Regions from separate parts of the Mus musculus genome. Here all the other regions are linked to region 4. The links are chromatin contacts, called in public HiChIP or PLAC-seq and promoter capture Hi-C maps. All regions are on one chromosome and are shown on one strand. Each heading gives the region's core, a stretch centred on a gene start, on an enhancer-like site or on the middle of the called end of the contact. The rest is flanking DNA. Distances are from core to core; before and after follow the strand shown. Region 1 holds the start of B230354K17Rik (RIKEN cDNA B230354K17 gene). Region 2 holds the start of Nfkbie (nuclear factor of kappa light polypeptide gene enhancer in B cells inhibitor, epsilon). Region 3 holds the start of Usp49 (ubiquitin specific peptidase 49). Region 4 holds the start of Srf (serum response factor).

Region 1 (3,268 bases), core at 387-2,886, 1.1 Mb after region 4:
TCTCTTTGTTTCTGGATATGGGGCGCTAATCTCAGATACTGCATCCTAAGGACACACCACCTATGTTCAAAGACAGTTGCCAGGGCTGCTGTGCAGAGAGGGGCCTACATGGCACTTGGAGGACTAATTCACATAATAAAAGGGGCAATATTGGAGCATCTGACTTGAATCCACACCACAGACAAGGATAGATCTCAATAGGTTGATGAAGTATGTTCTGTTGTCAAAATACCAATCCTTTGTAACAATTTTCTAGCAGGTGACATTAACATGTTTTAAGGAAGAGATACCTTTTTTAAAGTTAGCATAAAGATGACAGAATGTTGAGTGGAAGAAGTCACTGTCATGATCCTTTGGAATAGCCTATGTGAAAGAGGACTGGTTCAACTGTGGATTTATTAGGCCTCTCGATTACAAATAATGGAAAGCTAACTTCAATGACTAAATCCAAAAGGGGGATATGGAAGTAGTTACGACTTGGGAATGTTCTAGATCCAGGGACCATGTAGTTCAAAATACAATTGTTAGGTGCCACACAATTGGTAGGTTAGAGGCTTATCAGCTAGCAGAAACACTGACCTCTTTTGGATCCTAGCGTTAAGATCCCCAGAGAGGAGTGTTCAGATTTGCTTTGATCTGGTCAACCAAATGGTGTGTGACCTGGGTGTGTGGGATAAAAACCATACAACTAAGTGATGTTGGCAGGAGGTAATGGTTACACATCTTTACAAGAGAGCATTGCAAAGAGTACCAGAGGCAGAAAATGGCTTGTTAACCTGTCATCCTGTCAGATGACAGGAGTGAAATGAGATTGTAGGTCACTAAACCCAAGTGTTCTTCATAACACTACACTACCTCCCTCTCAACTGAAAGCAGTGATATTTTGATACAATTTCCTATTTCAAGGAAAAAAATCGTAACAAAAATCGAATCGGAAAATCCGTCATGTCTTCTAGAAGGGGCAAACGGAAGCATGAACAGTGACAACAAACCAGAGCCGCTATGCACGGAATAAAATCTTTCCCTAGGGACCTGGGGTGACACCAAGTAATTAATTGCTCTGGAATAGTGGAGAAATCTGCGTGGGAAAAGAGAGAGGAGATGGCAGAGAGTCTGACAATTTCCACTTCACCGAGACTTTGTGGACTCGCAGCCGCCCTCTGATTTGATGAACAAGTTGTTTGTTCCACTCTTCAGAGGACGACCCCGGATTCCAGGGGCGAGACTCCCGCAACTCACCGAGTTTGTTCCACAGACACCCAACAGCGAGGGATGAGGGAAAGCGGCTGACGTGACGCTTCCCAAGGGTCCCTAGGGCGTCGCCTCGAACCCCTTGTGGCTCTTCCAGGAAGGAGAGCGAACACTTTGGGGCGAGCAGTCGCTCAGTCCCTCAGGTTAGAGTTAGGATCTTGAGTCCGTCCGGCATCCTCGGCGCTTGGCGCTGCGAGTTGGAGCTCCTAGAAAGAGAACGGACTCGTTTGCATCTCCCCGAGGACTCAGCGAAGTCCTCGTCGGTCGCCGGGATGCCCAGCGCAGCGCTCCGTTAAACAAACAGACAAACAAACAAGCAAACAAACAAACAAACAGCGCTCCCTGGGGACCAAGCGTGCTGAGGAACGCCACACCCCTCACATTTATTCCCCACCCCCGGCACTGCCCTCCGCGTGACGTCAGGACCAATCCCTTCACTGCGTTCCCGGTCAAGTTCCAACTCTGGCATCTCGCGAGAGTTTTGTTTTCCTTCACCCTAGTCTCGGACCTGCGCGCGACACGTCGGGCGCCTTGGCACCTGCGGTTTGATTAGTCTCCATCAGTCTTAAGGTTGCAGCCTGGCCGCCCGCGTCTTTTGCCTTCGGCCGCTAAGATCTCGCGAGATTTCCCGGGGCTGCCCACGCCGCGCCTGCGCAGAGCTCTTCAAAGCAGAAGGTCGCTCTTGGGAGGAAGTGGCCTTTTGCGTCCCGTGCCCGGAGCGCCGTTACTACTTTCTCGAAGCTCTCCTCGGCTCCCTTGCCGGGACACTCTGCCGCTAAGATGCCCCGGATTATGATCAAAGGGGGAGTGTGGAGGAACACGGAGGTGAGGCAGCTTTTCCCGCCGTCCGCAGCCCTCCGCCGGCTCTGGTAGCGTGTGCGCACGCGCGGGGAAGCTCCGGGAGCCGTGGCTGTCCCGCGGGGGTCTGCGGTGCGGGGCGGCGACTGCGCGGACCCCGGGGACCCTCGCGGTGCATGGGTGCGGGCTCGGGTCACCTGGCTCACCCCGGGGGCGAGGTCGCGACTTGTCGCCCGGCGCTCCTCGCTTGGCATTTGCTAGGCCCTTGATCACTTATTTGATCAGTTAGGGACGCGCCCCCTCGGTGTCTTCTGCAGCCCGGTGGCCGCCGACCGGACCTCCCCCGGAGCCTGGTGTTTCTCCAGCTCCTTTCGATCTCAGCTCGTGCACAGCGCTTCGCTCTGTTAGAAGCCGTTGTGGCTGCAACTTTGTTTTTTCCGTGACTTCTTTACAGCCGGACAGGCTGCCCGTTTACGTCTGCACCTCTCTGCTTATCTTAGGACCTGGGTCCTTTCTCTTACCTTTCCAGTCACGCCACCCTTGCCGGGATAGAAGCCAGTTAGGACAAACTTACCTACGGTGGTGTTTGCGTCCAGAAATGTTGTAGATTATGTCACGGTGAGCGGAACAGCAGAAGGAAGGAAGTAAAATAGAAATTAAGTTAACGTGCATTTAATCGAGTGCGCCGAATGTATGAGCACCTTTCCGTCTGTCTTGTGCGTTCTTGAGATAGCTCCTTATTGCTTTGGCATCTTTCTGAACATGCTCCAAACTTAGCTGAGAACACTTCTTAGAGTCCTCCTGGCCCATTCGTTGGTCGTCCCGTTGAGAGTTAGTTGTTTAGTGGTTTGGTGGCACCTATTTTTCATTTACTACAGCTTTGTTTTCACAAGCACTTTTGTGTGGCTCCGGCTGAGTTACTTCTGAGAGCCTCAGATTACTCATTTTTATAAGACAAATAAATAATTGTATTTAAGCTCTTGAAACGAGTTGCCAGTTTGGAACATTGTGAACGCAGCTGGGTACATTAGTAGGCTTTCAGTAAAAAAAATGAGTTGCTGTTGTCTTCATCAGACAGCAGTATAGTAGGACCAGGCTTTGGCATTCTAGTATGAAGCAGGTTTCTTGGTGATGTTTGGGAATGAATCTTGTAGGATAGGTACCTGTTGTATGTATTTGGTTGAAGATGCGTTGAAGTTTTGAAAAACTTTACCAAAGT
Region 2 (3,565 bases), core at 409-2,908, 1.0 Mb after region 4:
CTAACCGTGGAGGGCGCGGTGGCCCGAGAAGCTGTGCACAGAGCTCCCAGAACTCTGAGGTCCTGGCCTAAGGGTTGTGACTGGCGCCTGAAATACAAAAGGCCTCTCTCCTGCTCACAGGATGGAGACTATCTTTGCTAGTACCCAACCAAGACCCCTACATCTCCAACAAGCAGGTCAGGACAGGTACCCCCTGCATCCCAGCGTCTCTCTCATCTAGCTAGCACTCCAGCTGCCCCTGCTCTAACACCCACAAAGCCCAGTCACCTCTTCTGCACTTGACACCTACACACTTGATAGCCTCACAGTCCAGCTGCACCTGATTCCAGCTGGACCTAAGGGAGAAAAGGGAGATCAAGAGATGGGACAGCAAGAAGAATTTGGGGAGCTCAGGAGGTAACTGTTGGGGAGGCTGAGGCCAAGCCATTACTTCCCTTTTCTCAGCAGAGGAGGAAGTGAGCTGGGGCAGCCAGCTGCCTATCCTGTTTGTTGGGGGCAAAAATTCTCAGTCTAGTCCCTCTTTTGGAACCACTTTCAAATGGGCATCCAGGTAGCACCGTTAATCCAGGCTTCCTGAGCTCAGATGACAACCTGTAATCCTGGTGTAGTCTTTTTTCCCCCCTCTGGTTAGGGTGTTCTGAAGTTAGGCATTGGTATCCCAAATATTGAGCAAACAGGGACATTCCTTCCCCCAACAAGAAAAACAAAAACTGAATTGGTTGCGGGGGAATTCCTCTTCCCAGGAGTGGGTCACTAGTAGATTTTCAAGACTGTGGCTGGTGTTCTAGGTTACAAGGGCACTGCTATCCTGTCCACTCCCAAAAGAGGTGATGATGTCTGGTTTTTGGTCTGAACCTGGCTACAGCTTAAAAGCAAGTTGCAAGTTAAGTTTGGAGTTTGGAGAAGGAGGCTGGCCCTTCCAGGGCAGGTGCTGTGAGGGTCTATCCTCTCGGGTGATGAAGTGGTGGTGGTAGCCCAGCCAGTTGCAGCTCGGAGGGGGGCTCTAACTGAACATCTTATCTCAGCCTAGCCAGTTTACTCACGTGTCTCCATCCTCAGAGATGTATGTGAGCGCCTCGAGTTGCTGAGGGCTCAGCACCCCCGCGGGGGGCAGCGGCGATCCTGGGGCGGGAGGGCTTGGATCCTTGGCTTCGGGTCTCTCCAGTAAGGGGAAGGATTCAGTGAGAGAGGAGGAGGCATAAGTGGAGTCCGCTCGCTCTCCATCCGCATCTTCTTTCTCTGGTTCCTTGTGGGTCTCCGGAGCATGTCTCCAAGGCTGTGGGCAGCCGCTTTGGGATGATCCGGAGCCTGGGGCCGCAGTAGGTTCAGGCAGGGAGCGTAGAGAGCGCAGCGACTCTATGCCAGAGTCACACTGGCTATCATCCGCCTCGTCCGGCCCCTTCCGCGCATCCGACATGCCGGCCGCGCCAGCCCGGGGTCCAGGGTCCAGCGGGATCTAACTCTGAGGTGTGCAAAAGCGAGCTTTTCCGGGTTTGTGTGACCGCCTAACAGAACCAGAGTCACTCTCCGAGCGGCTTCATTACCTGCCTGTGCAGGCGCGGGGAGCGGATGAGAAAAGCGAGAGGTCCAGGGCGCCGGCCAGGTCCACCGCAGCGGGTGCTTTGGGCAGCTGAACGGTCCCTAGTTAGGTCTTCTCTGTCGCCCCGCCCCCGGACCCAAGAAGTGGCCCGCAGCCACTGCCACGCCCACAGCCCCGCCCTCAAAGGAGCTTCCGGGTAGAGCCCCGCCCCTCCGGAATCCCCCTGTTTGCTGCTTGCGTAGGCAGGGAGTCTCTGGTTACCAGTCTTGACTCACTCCTGCGTGGATTGTTTCGCCCATTCATTCATTCACTCATTCTTCCCCTTCCCTTTTATTTCATTCACTAATTCCGTGCATTTGTTTGTTCCTTCTTTTTAGTTCCGTGGTGTCTTCATTCATTTATTCATTCAATTGTTTAAAAAGTGTATTTTTAAAAAACTTTTCTGCATAAACCGGCTACTTTGTGGGGAGTTTGTGTAGGTTGGTGGTGGTGGTGGGGTGTCTTAGCGTTTCTATTGCTGCAATGAAATACCCTGACCAAAAAGCAAATTGGGGAGAGAAGGTTTTATTCGGCTTATACTTCAAGATCATAATCCATTATCAAAGGAAGTCAGGACAAAACTGAAACAGGACATGATCCTGGAGGGAGAAGCTGATGCAGAGGCCATGGGGAGCGTCTTGCACACTGGCTTGCTCCCCATGGCTTGCTCAGCCTGCTTTCTTATAGAACCCAGGAATACCAGCCCAGGGATGGCATCATGCACAATGGGATGGGGTGGGCCTTCCCCATCAGTCACTAATTAAGAAAGAGGCTTACAGCTGGATCTTATGGAGGCATTTTAACCGAGGTTCCCTCTTTTCAGATGACGCTGGCTCCCATCAAGTTGCCTGACTAGCCAGCACAGATGGGGAAGGGGTGGTGATGGTGGCTCTGCTTGCTATCCTCTGCCTATTTTTTTCTCAACTTCTCTTGCCTTTTCACTTATTTTCAATCAGTGCTCAGGGGGATTGGTAAGAGAGAGTGCATCTATTATCTTCAGGGGAGCAGCTTTTCCCTGGGAAACCTTCATAGACAGTTCTGGGTCAACTCCCCTGATGATAGACTTGGCAGGAGGATGTGATCTGGGGAAGTGGGTTTTCTAGGGAGGACTTATCTCACAAGCCTTGGTGGTCATGGGGTTTCTTCTTCCTTGCAGGGTGTGCACTGGCCTTTGGTAGGTACAGGAGATGGCTGCCCCCAGCAGTCAAAGAAGTTTAGTTCCTCACAGTGGAGCCAGGGTGGGGAGGCCCCTGACACTACTGAAGTTTCCACCCTAGCCCTGAAGTCTTTCCCCTCCCTTCTTGCTTTTCTTCAACATGACTAGGGTTTGAGAGAACACCACCCACAGGCGATCCCTGAGATGGAGCATCTTGCTGCTCTTTTCTTGGGGCTAGCAATGCCCTTAGAAGACCATTGCCAACCATAGGAACAGCTTCATTGCATCCTTGGTACTGGGGGATGGGGGAGCTAGCAGAGATAGCTATTATGAGCCATTCTCTTCTGCCTCCCCCCCCAAAAAAACCTTATTTTCTTCATCCATTCACTCGTTTGCAAACATATGGAGCCACTCTTGAAAATGACCCAGGTTCAATTCCCAACATCCACAGGTGGGCTAACAACCATCTGAGATCTAATATGATGCCCTTTTCTGACCTCCACAGACACTAGATATGAACAGATGCAGGCAAGACACTTATACACATAAAATAAAAATAAAAAATAAATAACTCTTATTTATTTACCTTAGTTTGTCAAGACAGGGTTTCTCTGTGCGCTCTGGCTGTCCTGGAATCACTCTGTAGACCAGGCTGGTCTCGAACTCAGAGATCCACCTGCCTCTGTCTTCTGAGTGATGGGACTAAAGGTGTGTACCACCACTCCTTTAATAATAAAATTCCTTTAAATAAAATGTTTGAAAGTTTCTGGCAATCACAATGTAGAATGTTTGTCACATAGTAGGGCCAACTACTTATTCAGTGGGGAAAG
Region 3 (3,302 bases), core at 392-2,891, 1.1 Mb before region 4:
GGAATCTGACTCCAGCTTCTGCAGTGCCCCTCTGCAGACACCAGGCATGCCTGTGGTATACAGACATACATGCAGGCAAAGCACCCATACACATAAAATTTAAAAACAATTCAAGAATAGTTTGTACCCCTGTCCCCCCAAAAGAAATTATACTTTACTTTTCACATTATTAAATATGAAGAAAATACTCATTAATTGTCTTAATTAAATATAATCACTTCAGAATGAAAAATCACTAAAGCACACTACCAATAAAGAATAAGTTTAAATTTGTCCCCAAATTCTCATCTTCCCTTTAATTTCCAAAATGGTCTTATAGTGCCAGAGAGATGGCTTATTGGGTAAAAGAGCTTGCTGCCAAGCCTGACTATCTGAGTTCAATCCTCGGTACATAAATGATGCGAAGAAAGAGCCAACTTCCACAAGTTGTCCTCTGACTTCCATAACTGCTCCACATACATACAAATAAATGTAATTATTTTCATTAAAAATGTGCCTTACAAATCAAAGGGTTCTAAAGAATATTAATATGCCCTTCCTATTCACAATCATACAATACAACAGGCAGAGGGACTGCAATCTTATCTTACAGAAGTTTTTTCATAAAAGGTACTCATAAAGCCATTATGCAATCTAAAAGATGAGTTCACAGCTCTAAAACTCTCCTCAGCTCTGCAGTCAACCTTTCTCCATCACTGTCTGAAGATCTGGGGAGAAATTACCCCATGAAAAATGTTCCACACAAAGCTGCAAGCAGCATACGAACTCAACGCCCTTAGAGCAGTGACTTCAGACTCCTGCTCAGTAAACTTCCCTGGTTAGTTATTTCTCTTTCTCTCTCTCTCTCTCTCTCTCTCTCTCTCTCTCTCTCTCTCTCTCTCTCTCCATATTCTTCAGTTGCTGAAAACAATTAGGCAGAAATCTGTCTGATTAATAAAAACCAAATGAACCATGTCTTTCTCTCCCCAACGGTGTACTCTTCAATGAGATGCCCTGGCCCTGGCCAGCGTCGTTAGCTCTAAAACAGCTCCTCCACCCACCCCAACTACCACATCCCACAGGCACATTGTAAATAAACACAATTCATTTACCCTTTAGCACAACATTAGTGAAACCAAGAGGTTTTCAGCACCCAAGGCTGCCAATTTTTCTATCCCACAAGAACAAAATCAAGTAAAAATGGGTCTCATCTTTTCAAAGTGGACATGAAAGTGGATTTTCAGGCGAAAGATGGAAACTGGATCCAAGACTCCTTGAAGAGAGAAAAAGGTTTCTGGAATTTCCTACTATTAGGGACAAAAGGACTCACAAATTCAATACACATTTCTCTTAACAAAGAACTCCTATGCTGCACCCCCATCTGGTCCCCCACTTCTCAGTCTTTTCCCCCTGTTTCTAGGTCCCCTTTCACTCACCATGGTTCCTTATCTTCTGCACCAAAGGCTCTCTACTTCAGATCCTTCACTACAGCGTTTGTGCCCTGCCCCTTCCAGACCTTCTGGGGCACTTCAGGGCAAAACATTCGTTTCCCACTCCTGTGCAGCCCACCCCAGTTCTATACCCACCAGGACTTCCCTAGCTTGCCTTAATCTCCTTTCTCTTTCCCCACTCCCCATTCCATCCTTTAATTCCCAGGGCCCATCTCCTCGGGTTGCCTTTCGGCCAATCTTTTGACTCCACTATCTTTACCTTGCTGAACCTCCTCGACAAGCAATTCTCCAGTTTCCCAGCTCACCATCATTCCTTCCACCCCGCTTCTAGCGTCCTTTCAGCGTTGTTTCTTTTTCTCCCAGAACTGTCCTATTAACGCCCAGCTCTCAGCTCGCTTCCCGTTAGCCCTTCCACTAACGTCCGATTCTTGATTCCACCTGGTTGTGATCCAGGTCTCCTGTCTCCCTCACTTTACAGAATTTACACCCCTCACCAGCTACTGACCCACACCTTGTCGATCCCACCCCAGCGGCTCCCAGCCCTTCAGCTCATCCCCAGCTCTGCACTAGTTCACACCCTTGTCACGTCTGGCTCTTAATCACTCTCCTCCACTCCCAACTACTACCCCGGCTCTGCTCCTTCCTTGTCTTCCACTTGCAACTCTTCTGGCCCTGGCCCAACACCTCCCACCTGCCAAGCCTTGCCTCTTCCAGACCCCTGCTCCTAGCCCTGACCCCGGATCCCTCTTCCCAGCCCCGGGCTTCCTAACCTCATCCCGGGGCCAGCCTGGGTTTCTTTCTCACTCCACTCTCCGGCTTCTAACCCTTTCTCTCCTAATCCTCTTCATCTCCTACTCAGCAAACCCTTCCGTCCCCGCCCCAGCCTGCCTTCCCCTCTCTCCCTTCAAACCTTTCACCTCACAACCCAGACGTCGCCCACCCCGCCAAAACGCAGCGTCCGCGCGCCGGGACTCGCGCCTTCGCTGTCGCCGCCCGCCGTCCCCGCCCCGGGCGCCCGGGGCCCGCCGGCGTCGCGGTCCCGCCCCCTGCCGCCGCTCCTCCCGCCCGCTAGGCGCACGCCGCCTTTGTCGCCCCTCACCGGGTGTGTGAGGGGATTTTTTTTTTTTTCCCTTTCCTTTAAAAGGGGAGGGCCGGCATGCCCGGGCCGCGTGTCCCCGCCTCCGAATATCTGCGCGAACTCCCAGCCACTGCGGCCCCTCACGCCCCCCGGGCCGCCCCCTCGGCCGCTCCGCCGGCCCTCCGCCCCCTTCCCAGCTCCCTCCCCTCTCTATTTACCGCCATCATCAGCACGCGCGAGCTGTCACCCGGGCGCAAGACGAGCAGGCGGACCACGCCCCTTATCGCCCATTGGCCCGCCTGTCAGAGCCCCGCCCCCAGGTCCCGCAATGCGCCAACGGCGCACCTTCCCGGCCGCGACCTGGGGCCCCGCGCCCTTTACGCAGGTTTGTGCCGTGGGCACCAAGTTTCGGGTCAGCGGCTGTGGCGGGCCGGTGTGAGAGGCTAAGACGCGGCGCGGCGCGGCGCGAGTCACCGGCAAAGTTTGGTTGAGGTACGGAAGAAGGTTTCTAGACAAAGAGGCTCTTAAAGGTACAGAGTCTACTGTCTGGCCCTCCTCCTTAAAGGGCCAGGCACTTTTCCGAGCGCCCCACCCCCACCCCTACGATCTGTAAAGGTAAAGGAATTTTGCATACCCTGCGGCTTACCTTCTGCACGTCTCGCTGCTCCAAAGAGGCCTTTCCCACTTCCGGGTATTTTTTTTTTTTTTTTGCGTTTTCTTTACGGTGTAGCAGCAGCCAGAGAACACACACATACACACAGTTACTCTTGGCGCCCTGACACACACACACACAC
Region 4 (3,438 bases), core at 902-3,401:
CTCCTAGCACTGAAATAGATGCAAGTGCCACCAAAGCTGCTTTTTTTTGTTTTTTTGTTTTGTAACATGAGTTCTGGGGTTTGAACCCAGATCTTTAAGTTTTTGGCTCAATCCTTGTGTGTGTGTGTGTGTGTGTGTGTGTGTGTGTGTGTGTGTGCTCGTGCACACACACGTGTTACTTATTATATTACTAAGGCTAGCCGTTGGACCCATGGTCATTCTATCTTCCTGGGTGTTGCAAGAATGAGCCACCCCATCTAGCTAGCTTATTCGTTGCTAGCTAGTACAACAGAACGAACCAATCGCTTTCTCCTCACAACACTTAAAGGAAACCCATTTCATTAAACACACCAGGAAGTTTGTGACTTGCCACATGTAGCCCCAATTACCTAGCCACAGGCCACTGCTGTGGCTTCCTCTACTCTTTGCCCCCTTTAAATCTGGACTTAGAACTTGAGGGATGGGCACTGTCTCAGGGTGTCTACTGCTGGGACGAAACATCATGACCCAAGAGCAAGTTGGGGAGGAAAGGGTTTATTCAGCTTACATTTCCACATTGCTGTTCATCACGGAAGGAAGTCAGGATAAGAAACAAACAGGACAGCAACCTGGAGGCAGGAGCTGATGCAGAGGCCATGGAGGGGTGCTGCTTACTGGAAAGCTCATGGCTTGCTCAGCCTGCTTTCTTATAGAACCCAGGACTACCAGCTCAAGGATGGCACCACCCACAGTGGGCTGGGCCCTCCCCCATTTAGCACTAGTTGAGGAAATGCCCCACAGCTGGATCTCATGGAGGCATTTCCTCAACAGAGGCTCCTTCCTCTCTGATGACTCTAGCTGTGTCAAGTTGATGCCAAACCAGCAAACCAGCCAGTACAGGTACCAACACCAGAGAATGGACCAGGTCACTTGTTTGTGTGAAGATGTCAGATCACCTGGAATTGGAGTTAAAGATGGCTGTGAGCCACCATGTGGTTGCAGAGAATTGAACCCAGGACCTCTGGAAGAGCAGCCAGTGCTCTTAACTGCTGAGCCATCTCTTCAGCTCCCAATGTTTGTATACTTTTCTTTTTGATTGGTTTTGCTATATAGTCCTGGCTGGCTTGGCACTCACTATGTAGGTCGGGTTGGCTTTGAACTCCAGGCAATCCTCCTGTCTCAACCTCAGGAACAGCTAGAATTAAATGTGTATATCACACCGTCCGGCCAGATTTAAATAGTTTCAGTAACATAGAAGTGCAAGATATTTTCTCTAGCTTGGAGCAAAGATTCAGACTCTCAGACCCTTAACCTGGGCTTTGTAACACCCACGTTTTAACCTTTCTATCTTTTTATTTTTTAATACTCCTGTGGACCTGTAATGTCGATCACTCTCTTGCTTAAATTTTCTATCCCACTGTACTTTCAGGCCTGTGCTTTAGCCTCGAGACCACCCCCCACCCCCCTTTTAGCACAGCCGGCAGCTGGAAGTCTTCACTGATCTCTCACTTTCCGCCCTGCCCCCATCATGGATGGGAGGATGTCTCTGTGCCTCCTCCAGATGTGTGTCTGCCAAAGATACCCCTCCACCCCCAGTGTAGAGGATGATGAACGATGTGACCTCGCAGCCAGACTTGTGGGAAAGTGTTGATCCTTTGAAAAGAGAGGGAAAGGCAAGAGTGCGCGACAGAGCCGCTGGGCTAGCGGAGTCGAAAGACTCAGGAAGTGGTGGGAGAAGCGCTCCAATCTATCCCTGCCCTCTTTCGCTGGAATTAGGAAGTCTTCCTCTTTATTTGTTTCAAACCCCATCCATTCAGGGGTTCCCTCTTCTGCCCTGCAGTCCTCTCCCAGGCTTCCTTCCTCTAGGATAGTTTCAACACTCCACTACTCTCCAACCCAGGGGGGCGGAACTGGTTCGGCTCCACTGTTCCTTTAAGGAGTTGGCTCCTCCCTCCCACGGAATCGCGGTCTGACGCGGGGATGACAGCAGCGAGTTCGGTATGTCTATGCAAATAAGTGTCCCCTTCGGGCCAATGGGGAGCCTAGGTGCCGGAAGCGCGGACCAATGGGGCGGGGGCGCTGGGGCTCGCCATATAAGGAGCGGCCTCGCCATAAAAGGAAACATTGTATCTCTTTATATGGGGGGGGGAAGGGTTGGGGGATACCTCCGCAGCCAGCGCGTGGTCCCGGCCCCCTCCACCCGCGGTCTCGGCCGCGGCCAGCAGCCCCTGCCCCGCGGGGGACGCTGACGGCCGCAGGGCGCGCCTCCCCGGCACACGGACAGGGGGCGCTGCGCGCGGCCTGGGGCAACCCCGGCCATAGGGGCAGGAAAGTGAGGGCCCAGGTCGGCCCGGGCGTGCAGGGGCCCCGGGCTCGCAGCGGCGGCCGCGGCAGCAAGAGCGGCTTTAGTAACAGCGCGAGTGCCGGGTGGAACCGAGAAGCCGATGGCGGCAGCTGCCCCGATTCCTCGCTGACTTGCCCGTCAGCCCTCCTGCACTGAGCGCCATGTTACCGAGCCAAGCTGGGGCCGCGGCGGCTCTGGGCCGGGGCTCGGCCCTGGGGGGCAACCTGAACCGGACCCCGACGGGGCGGCCGGGCGGCGGCGGCGGGACTCGCGGGGCGAACGGGGGCCGGGTCCCCGGGAACGGCGCGGGGCTCGGCCAGAGTCGTCTGGAGCGGGAGGCTGCAGCGGCAGCGGCGCCCACCGCCGGGGCCCTCTACAGCGGCAGCGAGGGCGACTCCGAGTCCGGCGAGGAGGAGGAGCTGGGCGCCGAGCGGCGCGGCCTCAAGCGGAGCCTGAGCGAGATGGAGCTCGGCGTGGTGGTCGGTGGGCCTGAGGCGGCGGCGGCGGCCGCCGGGGGCTACGGGCCGGTGAGCGGCGCGGTGAGCGGGGCCAAGCCGGGGAAGAAGACCCGGGGCCGCGTGAAGATCAAGATGGAGTTCATCGACAACAAGCTGCGGCGCTACACGACCTTCAGCAAGAGGAAGACGGGCATCATGAAGAAGGTACCGGAGCCGGAGGTTGGCGCGCCCCGGGGGGAACCGGAGGGTGGGTGCGCTCTAAGGTAGCCCCGGAGCGAGACAGAGCCGAGGCGGAGGTGAGAGGCGGGCTAGTCCGCAGGAGGTGTGTGGGAGGGGATGGTTGTACCCTGGCCTGGCGAAAGGGGAGGGGCCGCCGGGGAAATATGGGGAGAGGGGAGATGCTGCGAACGTCCGGAATCCTGGGCGAAGGCGCCGAGGTGGGAGTGACCAGCGCGCGGGAGACAGAGGGTCCTGGAGGAGTGCAGGATAACCAGACGCCGGGATCCGCAGATCCTCTGTGTCCTGGTGTGCGCGAAGGGCGGTGGGAAAGGGAGCAGAAGGTTTGGAGATGAGGAGGCAGGAGTTGGATGACAGCTGCAGCGAGAGAGCTTGAGTGGGAGGAAAGGTGGGCATCGCTCGAGTTGTACGGGCTTTGAA

The links. Promoter capture Hi-C pulls out the DNA fragments that hold promoters and counts their contacts. HiChIP or PLAC-seq counts read pairs in DNA pulled down with a chosen protein or histone mark.
Region 1: a promoter capture Hi-C map of pre-B cells shows a contact between it and region 4, with 3 times the contacts expected there. The contact joins the promoter of B230354K17Rik here to the promoter of Srf in region 4. A contact is called at or near these places in 2 of 39 promoter capture datasets (liver and pre-B cells) and 1 of 9 other capture datasets (liver).
Region 2: a contact with region 4 is called in an HNF4G HiChIP or PLAC-seq map of pancreatic cancer cells. The contact joins the promoter of Nfkbie here to the promoter of Srf in region 4. A contact is called at or near these places in 1 of 39 promoter capture datasets (liver), 1 of 484 Hi-C or Micro-C datasets (CD4 T cells) and 2 of 115 datasets of contacts at active chromatin or transcription factors (pancreatic cancer cells and pro-B cells).
Region 3: an H3K27ac HiChIP or PLAC-seq map of thymic regulatory T cells shows a contact between it and region 4, with 8 times the contacts expected there. The contact joins the promoter of Usp49 here to the promoter of Srf in region 4. A contact is called at or near these places in 1 of 39 promoter capture datasets (liver) and 2 of 115 datasets of contacts at active chromatin or transcription factors (pancreatic cancer cells and thymic regulatory T cells).

The regions. Positions count from the first base shown.
Region 1 is chr17:45,432,199-45,435,466 of GRCm38.p6, reverse strand. B230354K17Rik (RIKEN cDNA B230354K17 gene) reads right to left here and starts at 1,636. Exons shown (of 3, transcript NR_130961.1): 1 at 1,240-1,636. It overlaps Cdc5l (cell division cycle 5-like (S. pombe)), which reads left to right and starts at 1,760. Exons shown (of 16, transcript NM_152810.2): 1 at 1,760-2,076. The coding sequence starts at 2,032.
Region 2 is chr17:45,553,793-45,557,357 of GRCm38.p6, reverse strand. It overlaps Nfkbie (nuclear factor of kappa light polypeptide gene enhancer in B cells inhibitor, epsilon), which reads right to left and starts at 1,658. Exons shown (of 6, transcript NM_008690.4): 1 at 1,044-1,658. The coding sequence starts at 1,417.
Region 3 is chr17:47,629,029-47,632,330 of GRCm38.p6, reverse strand. It overlaps Usp49 (ubiquitin specific peptidase 49), which reads right to left and starts at 1,641. Exons shown (of 7, transcript NM_198421.2): 1 at 1,416-1,641. The region is part of intron 3 of Gm20517 (predicted gene 20517); the gene reads right to left.
Region 4 is chr17:46,554,875-46,558,312 of GRCm38.p6, reverse strand. Srf (serum response factor) reads left to right here and starts at 2,151. Exons shown (of 7, transcript NM_020493.2): 1 at 2,151-2,985. The coding sequence starts at 2,485.